Linked DNA regions of Danio rerio: region 1 is linked to region 2. Evidence: chromatin contacts called from public Hi-C data. All regions are on one chromosome and are shown on one strand. The core of a region is the stretch at or near the end of the contact, and the rest is flanking DNA. Distances in the headings are between cores, read along the strand shown.

Region 1 (4,474 bases), core at 272-2,771, 33 kb before region 2:
ATTTTCAGGAATATTTTCCAATTCAGGGCGGAGCAGTGGCGCAGTAGTGATGTCACCTCACAGCAAGAAGGTCGCTGGGTTGAGCCTCGGCTCAGTTGGCATTTCTGTGTGGAGTTTGCATGTTCTCCCTGCCTTCACGTGGGTTTCCTCCGGGTGCTCTGGTTTACCCCACAGTCCAACGACATGCGGTACAGGTGAATTGGGTAGGCTAAAGTGTCCGTAGTGCATGAGTGTATGTGTGTGGATGTTTCCCAGAGATGGGTTGTAGCTGGACGGCCATTCGCTGCGTTAAAACGTGCTGGATAAGTTGGCAGTTCATTCCGCTGTGGCGACCCCGGATCAATAAAGGGACTAAGCCGACAAGAAAATGAATGAATGAATTTTCCAATTCACCTATGTGTTTGGATAGTGGGGGAGACCAAAACACCCAGAGGAAACTCATGCCAACATGAGGAGAACATGCAAACTTCACACCGAAATGCCACCTGACCCAGCCGGGACTTAAACCAGCAACCTTCTTGCTTTGAGGCAACAGCACTACCCACTGCACCACTACACAGCGACTATAATGTTATTTTAATAAATACAGCCGTTTTATAAACCTGTTTTATAAATATATATATATATATATATATATATATATATATATATATATATATATATATATATATATATATATATATATATATATATATATATATTAGGCATGGGACGATAATCAATTTCAAGGTTTACCGCGGTTTGAAAAAGTAAAGGTTTAAAAACCATTAAAATGTTCTGCTATACCGTTCTTAAGATATAGACCATTTCAATGTGCTGATGTCATTGGCACTTGAACATTTCCTGCTTGTTGTCAAACTATTTCATAACTATAACAAGAGGCAATTCAATCATGACTTAATATTAAAATTTCGGTGTGGAGTTTGCATGTTCTCTCCCGGTGTTGGTGTGGGTTTCCTCTGGGTGATCCGGTTTCCCCCACAGTCCAAAGACTTGTGATATAGATGAATTGAAAAAGCTAAATTGGCCCAAGTGTATGTGTGTGCATGCGAGAGTGTATGGATGTTTACCAGTACTGGGTTGTGGCTGGAAGGGCATCCGCTGCGTAAAACATATGCCGGAATAGTTGGCAGTTCTTTACGCTGTGGCGACCCCTGATAAATAAAGGGACTAAGCCAAAGGTAAATGAATGGATGAAAATGTTCATGCTTTATTCTCACTATGAAAAATAAAATAAAATTAAATTAAATTAAATTAAATTAAATAAAACAAAATAAAATAAAATAAAATAAAATAAAATAAAATAAAATTAAATAAAATTAAATTAAATTAAATTAAATTAAATTAAATTAAATTAAATTAAATAAAAGGCTTTTCATCATATCTTTATCTCATCTCTCTCTCTAGAGTCAACCCCTCGACTCTTAATGGTGTTTCTAGAGAGACACAAGCAGATGAGCAACACTGAGCCGCATTGAGACAGCAGGCAAATATGCGTCTCTTTTGTGTCCTCATTACGACTTCAGACCGAATTCAATCACGATCTCAATCCCCAGTGACGCTGCCATTGCTTAAGGGGACCGGGACTCTCCCAAATGCTACATATGCATTATTTAAACATTATATTTAGGCTACATACGTGTAATCACTTTATTAAATCTACAGGAAAGCGCGATGGATTTGAAATGAACGCTTTACTGAAAAGAGCCGTCTATCGCTATCATCAGTATACAGATGCAGTCTGTAATGCCTTAATTATTTAATAACTGCACACTGATTCCTAATGCCCTGCTGCTTTTTAGTTGCTTTGGTAAAAGGAATAGCAACAGACATGACCTTAGTGTAAATAATTGATGCGTTCTTGTGTTTTCCGGAGAGATCGCGCATATTCTTGAGCTTTTGTGTGAAATATATAGGATGAGATTGTGTTTGCAGGATGTTTTGGAGACTGAGCGTCCCCTTGTGGACATTTGAGGGAATGCTTTTGAGCAGATCAATAACACATCAACAAATTTTGAGGTCAAAATTTTATCAAATATTTGCCAATGTCGACACAAGCCTCTCAGTACTTTCTGATGAAAAAATAAAGTTGCTTTAACGTAGCTAACTCGCTATAGTTTTTTCTTTAATGCTCATCAATTTCACAAATAATACCTGAAGTTCCTCATCGTCATAATTGTCTAAGGTTTCTGTAAATTAATGAAGCCATAAATTAAAAAGTCATTAATTATATATATATATATATATATATATATATATATATATATATATATATATATATATATATATATATATATATATATATATATATATATATATATATATAGTTGAAGTCAGAATTATTAGCCCCCCTGATTTTTTTCCCCAATTTCTGTTTAACGGACTGAAGATTTCTTCAACACATTTCTAAACATAATAGTTTTATTTTTCCTATTAAAAATATGAATTTAAGTGATAGGGGTGTACTTATATATGCTGAGCACTGTATATAAAATATATGTCCCCAACTCCTGTGTGTAATTTTACTTTTATAGTGACGAATAAGTTCTGTTCATTGCCTCTAAAGTGAAATAACTGAATATAAATATAGAAGGCTGAGAAAAATGCTCATTTTAGGAGAATATTTTAGATGGCCTTTAGAGGTTTTTTCATCTTAACCCTTGATATAAAATGTATGTGCTATATGTACGTTGTTGACTGTTTTAAATATAAATAAGAAATAAAAATATGTACTCTATATATACACACACACATATATATATATATATATATATATATATATATATATATATATATATATATATATATATATATATATATATATATATATATATATATATATATATATATATATACGAGCACTACCTACTCTTAGTCATGATGACTAAATAATATTTGGCTAGATATTTTTCAAGACACTTCTATACAGCTTAAAGTGACATTTAAAGGCTTAACTAGGTTAATTAGGTTAACATGGCAAATGTTTTATACTTATGATTTTTTTTATGCAATATTTCCCAAATTTTAAAATACTATCACACTTATAATAATACCTACAATAATAACACCTGCAGAGCAGCAGTAGACTCAAACATTTGAAACTGCCATTGTCTTGTGGGAAAATTTTTGAGTCTCTATTTTTAACTAACAAAAGCATAACAAAAACAGAATAGTATGAGGTATAGAGTCAATGCAATCTTGTTTCCTCAAGGACCATGCTCTTTCCTATATTTTTAAGGGCATACTTGGATCACTGTATTATAAATGGATTATTGTATTAACCTTATAGGGCACTCGTTGAAATAACCATCAGAAACACCCCGTATAGTGTTACTGAGGTTTACTACTTATATACTTATATAACACTTACTATAGTGTTACTGAGGTTAAGACTTTTGTACTTCATGACTTTAAAAAAATATATTGCAATCAATGTCTATGAAGTTAAGATGGCTAAAATACTGATAATGAATAAAATAGCTGAACTGTAGTTATTTAATTTGGGGTTAAATTAAAAGGATAGATCACCAAGAATGACAGTTTGTGAACAATGAATTATGTATTTTATGAATCAAAAAGAATCAGCGTTTCAGAACCATCTTTTTTAATGTTCTACTGAATTTTTACTATAATATTAAGGTGAAATAAGAGATCTTGAAAATGCTAACATTATCCTGATAGCATTGAATGCCTACGTCCAAGCCTGCAAATCCGCTTGTTAAGTGTGTGACGTCACGTGAAGCAGCTTCCAGGTTCAAGTACTCAATCAAACTGTATGGGGAGACTCAACAAATGGTAATAATTAACGTTTACAAAGTGCTGTAATACTTTCGAAAATCACAATCGCAATATATATCTATATATACAGTTGAAGTTAGAATTATTAGCCCCCCTGAGTTATTCGCCTCCCTGTTTATTTTTTGCTAATTTCCGTTTAACTGAGAGAAGATTTTATCAACACATTTCTAAACATAATAGTTTTAATAGCTCATCTCTAATAACTGATTTATTTTATCATTGCCATGATGACAGTAAATACTATTTTACTAGATATTTTTCAAGACACTTCTATACAGCTTAAAGGGACATTTAAAGGCTTAACTAGGTTAATTAGGTTAACTAGGCAGGTTAGAGTAATTAGGCAAGTTATTGTATAACTATGGTTTGTTCTGTGTAGACTATCAAAAATATAGCTTAAAGGGGCTAATAATTTTGACCTTAAAATAAAAAAAAATTAAAATGAAAACCTGCTTTTATTCTAGCCAAAATAAAACAAAAAAGACTTTCTCCTGAAGAAGAAAAAATATGATCAGACATACTATATAAATTTTCCTTGCTCTGTTAAAAATTATTTTGGAAATATTAAAAGAAAATTTTAAAAGAAAAATATTCAAAGGAGGGTAATACCTCAGCCATAAATAAATATTTTCTCAATTTAAACGAGTAGCGGCTTGGACCCAGAAACAGTATTCCA
Region 2 (4,492 bases), core at 50-2,549:
GGGCTAATAATTCATGGGGGCTAATAATTCTGGCTTCAACTGTAATATTGAAATTTTTGTTTATATTTTCCAAAACAACTAACCAGAGAGTTATGGGATCAGAAAAATATCAATCTGTAAGCATGTTTTGTACTTTAAATGTGGAAAATAAACATGCGTTATGGATTTGACAAAAAAAAAAGTCTGTGAGTTTACGGCATACAACATACTTGTAGAAATTCTGTGAATTAAACTGCACAACCCAAAAGAAACAATGCTAATTAAAAAAAGGATAAAAGTTGGCTCTCTATAAAACAAAAAAATATTTCATTTCATATTTTCACATTTATGAGGAAAAAGTGTCATTATGGATGTGACACCTCCCAACCGACACGTCTCTGTTATGGATGTGACAGATGTGAAATTGCCATTTATCTGACTTTGGTAAATCAAATATAATAGTTTGAAAACATTGACAGATACATTTTTGAGTATTTTGAAATTCTGTAAAATACTTGCTTACACAAAAAAAAAAAACAGAAACAGTTTCTGTATTTTGGTGAAAACTTAATTTTTTTTCATGGCAAGGTTGGCATTTGCACGAAATTTACTCATATATATTATTCAACACTAAAATTACAAAATCTTCTTAGAGCATCTTTATAATTTTTTTAATTATAGCATTTTAAAATATTTTAAAAATCACCTACATTTCAGTTATTTATGTTATTTATAATCTGGATTTTAGTAGACTTGTAGACTAAAATTGCACTATATATAAATAAATTACCATAACACATGATCATGTATAAGACACTTTCTAATAAACGAATTTGTACAGTTCTTGTCCACAAAATTTAACTTACATAATTTAATATCCATAATTTTGGTGTAACTGTGGAATAAACTAGGATCTCTTTTAATATATAAATTAATGGTAAGGTAATAAATCTAATTACTTTCTAATAGTTGTGTTTATTTTTAACACAATCAAATTAAACATAGCACCAAGCTCATTGCAACTAACAAAACAACCATTCTTATCCAAAATATTTGCCACCAGTCCTCCAAAGAAAGATTCACGTTGCATTAATATACATTGATTGTTGACAGATGTTGTGTCAACTGCGGTTACTTACTGTGCTCAGAGGAATGCCACATTTTCCAGCAGCCATTTCTGCGGGACAGATCTGTGCTGGATATTCAGGAAAGTTGAGCGAAGTGTTTGTTAAAGTGCTGAGGCACTTTCGCTTCCCCTGTTCCGATATAGCGAACACTCTCTCACTCGAGGGGTGCTTCCCAATTCTTATTTGTGCACCCTTGTTTCCTTTCCTCGTGTCTATATAGGCTTCAGGCTCCAACCCCCCCAGGATGCGAGGGAACCGTTGACTGTAAAAAGGAGGGAATCAAGCAGAACGATAGATATCCAGACATCCTCGCTTCCTTTATCGTCACTTAATCAACACTTCACACCACTGAGTTTGCTTGCAGGATTCTTGAGTACTTGAGATTATTTATATCGTAATAGTGTTAAATTCCATAAAACACTACTACATATGTAAGATAAAGCCAGAGACTGCTTTTTATTTATTTTGGCACTGCATTCAAGTGTCTTTTTTATGAAATGTAATCTACTTTATTTATTTGTTGTCATTAATATTGTTGTAACTGTTACTCAAAACATGTTCCTTAAGGCATTTTTGAAAAGTCCAGACATAAACAAGTCCATACATTTTACACACACACACACACACACACACACACACACACACACACACACACACACACACACACACACACACACACACACACACATATATATATATATATATATATATATATATATATATATATATATATATATATATATATATATATATATATATATATATATATTATTTTATATATGAAATTTATGAATGTAAATATACAGGAAAAGTTAGTGGTTTATAGCATTATAAATTAAGTAAATAGTCAACATTGCCCTAGAAACACAAAGTTATCCAAGTTTGTAAGGTTCAGTAATATAATTCTGTGAAATTATTTGTATTCATACACTGTAAAAAAAAAAGCTGAATCAAATTAACCTTGAGTCCATTGAACTTATATTATGTTAAACTGACTTAAAACAGCTTGCATAGCTTAAAATTCAGTTACAACATGATTAACTTAGTTTAATAAGTCATATAAAAACTAAAAGATATGCTGTCAGAACTTAATATAATTTTGTACAGTGTCACATCTCCAATAGTTTTTATTTTGTAACTTTGAATTTGAATGTGTTGTCATTGTTCAATAAAAATATAATAAACATTCTTTAAAAAGAAAAGTCTCCTCAGGAAGTCTCCTCTCTCCTTGTAGTGCAATTAAAGAATTGAGCTGTCCTACAAGATGGCAGAGGTTGATTGGTTTCCGGTTTGTAGGAGCAAGAAAACAAGGACTACAAGACACCATCCTAAAACTAACAACAAGACACCATCCCCCAGCATCAACAGCAATAATCATCTTGCAAACGAGCTGAATATGTTCTATTGTAGATTTGACACCTCTGACCAGACACCCCACACCCACCCGGACCATCTCCCTACACAGCCATCAACACCATCATCTCCCTCTCCCCACTGCACTTCAGATCAGTTAGGATAATGTGTGTGAGATCTTCAGGAAACAGAGGAGAAGAAAAGCACCAGGCCCTGACGGTGTTAAGTTGCTAGCTTATCTGAAGGACATCACTGGACCTTTGCTGGACCCCCTGCAGATGTCCTACAAGATGGCGGAGGTTGATCGGTTTCAGGTTTGTAGGAGCAAGGAAACAAGGACAAGACACCATTCATTCATTCATTCATTCATTTTCTTGTCGGCTTAGACCCTTTATTAATCTGGGGTCGCCACAGCGGAATGAACCGCCAACTTATCCAGCTCATTTTTACGCACCGGATCCATCCAGCCACAACCCATCTCTGGGAAATACAAGACACCATCCCAACACTAGCAACAAAACACTAACCCCCCGCATCAACAGCGATAATCATCTTGCAAACGAGCTGAATATGTTCTACTGTATACCTCTGACCAGACACCCCACACCCACCCTGACCATCTCCCTACACAGCCATCAACACCTCCAGCCATCTCCCTCTCCCCACTGCACTTCAGATCAGTAAGGAAAACGTGCGTCAGATCTTCAGGAAACAGAGGAGAAGGAAAGCAACAGGCCCAACCTGCGCAGACCAGCTGGCTCCCATTTTCTCACAGATCTTCAACAGATCACTGGAACAGCGCAAAGTTCCATCCTGCTCTAAATGCTCCACCATCATCCCAACCCTGAAGAAGCCAAAGATCACGGGACTCAGACTGCAGACCTGTTGCCTTAACATCTGTGGCCATGAAGCAGGGCCGGCCCTGTACATTTGGGGGGCATAAGCAGAATAAATTTGGGCCTTACTCTAAATAGTGGAGTATTGCTATTGCAAACTGACTCACAATGATTGTATTGCTTAATAAATACAATCAATGAAACAGAAAAGTAAAGTGTGTGTATGTTTAAAACATATTCAATTAATACAGCAAACAGTTTGGAGATTACATAAAAATTCTAGTTTAAGTTTTTTAAAATATAAATTTCAAAAGCAAAAACCCTGCAATAAAAGGACAGTGAACATTTAGCCAAAAGTAAAAATGCGTTTCTTTTTAAAAGTGCTTTAGTGAATTTGTTGCGGTACTGTCATCTAGTGGTCTCTTTAAGAAACTGCAAATTATGAAACATTCAGGAAGTGTGCAGTTGACCGCATGGCAAGTGTTTTTTTTTATGTACTTCAATAACAACCATACAAATTTCCATCTTACTCAAAAAGGGCAATGATAGTAACAACGATAATAACTTAACAGTTTAGGTTAAATTTTATTATAAACACTTATAAAACTGTAAAAAAAAAAAAAAAAAAAAACAGAGAGAGAGACAGAGAGAAACAAATTAAACAAATACATAAATACCACAAGTACAGCAAGAGAAAAGAAGGACATATGTGTCCATGATATTTTCAAAATAATTATAATAAGTTAAGAATCTATCACTTTTCTTGTTTTTAATCAGTCTAAGGCAGGGTTTTTCAAAGTCTAAGACAGTGAGCCTCCCTTTTGACACAACATATCCATTGGCGCCCCCCTCCTCCCAAACACGCACGCACGCACACACACACACACACACACACACACACACACACACACACACACACACACACACACACACATATATATATATATATATATACATAAAGACACAGACAGATGTCAGACTGTTAACTCACTTTTATCATCATTTGCATGAAAGTGCAATTATTTACAGAGTAATAACAAGTATTTTAATATAACGTTTTTAAAACTAGGATGATGGTTCAATATGAATAGAACAGTTCCAAGAACTGTCCATCCCAGTCAAAATAGTGGAAGTTTAGTGGGTCTAATGCTGTCATTAGCCAAAATATTTTGACAAACCACACATAAAGGTTGTGGT

The links. A called contact is a pair of places that touch in the nucleus more often than the background predicts.
Region 1: a Hi-C map of embryo shows a contact between it and region 2, with 1.8 times the contacts expected there. The contact joins the enhancer-like site here to the promoter of morc3b in region 2. A contact is called at or near these places in 2 of 18 Hi-C or Micro-C datasets (caudal fin and embryo).

The regions. Positions count from the first base shown.
Region 1 is chr1:50,516,193-50,520,666 of GRCz12tu, reverse strand. No RefSeq gene overlaps it. Among named protein-coding and RNA genes, the nearest start is that of morc3b, 33 kb to the right of the region's middle. Within about 2 kb of position 1,521, at least 11 of the 62 cell types and tissues checked have an H3K27ac peak or open chromatin away from gene starts, as enhancers often do.
Region 2 is chr1:50,482,614-50,487,105 of GRCz12tu, reverse strand. It overlaps morc3b (MORC family CW-type zinc finger 3b), which reads right to left and starts at 1,299. Exons shown (of 6, transcript NM_001003579.1): 1 at 1,119-1,299. The coding sequence starts at 1,154.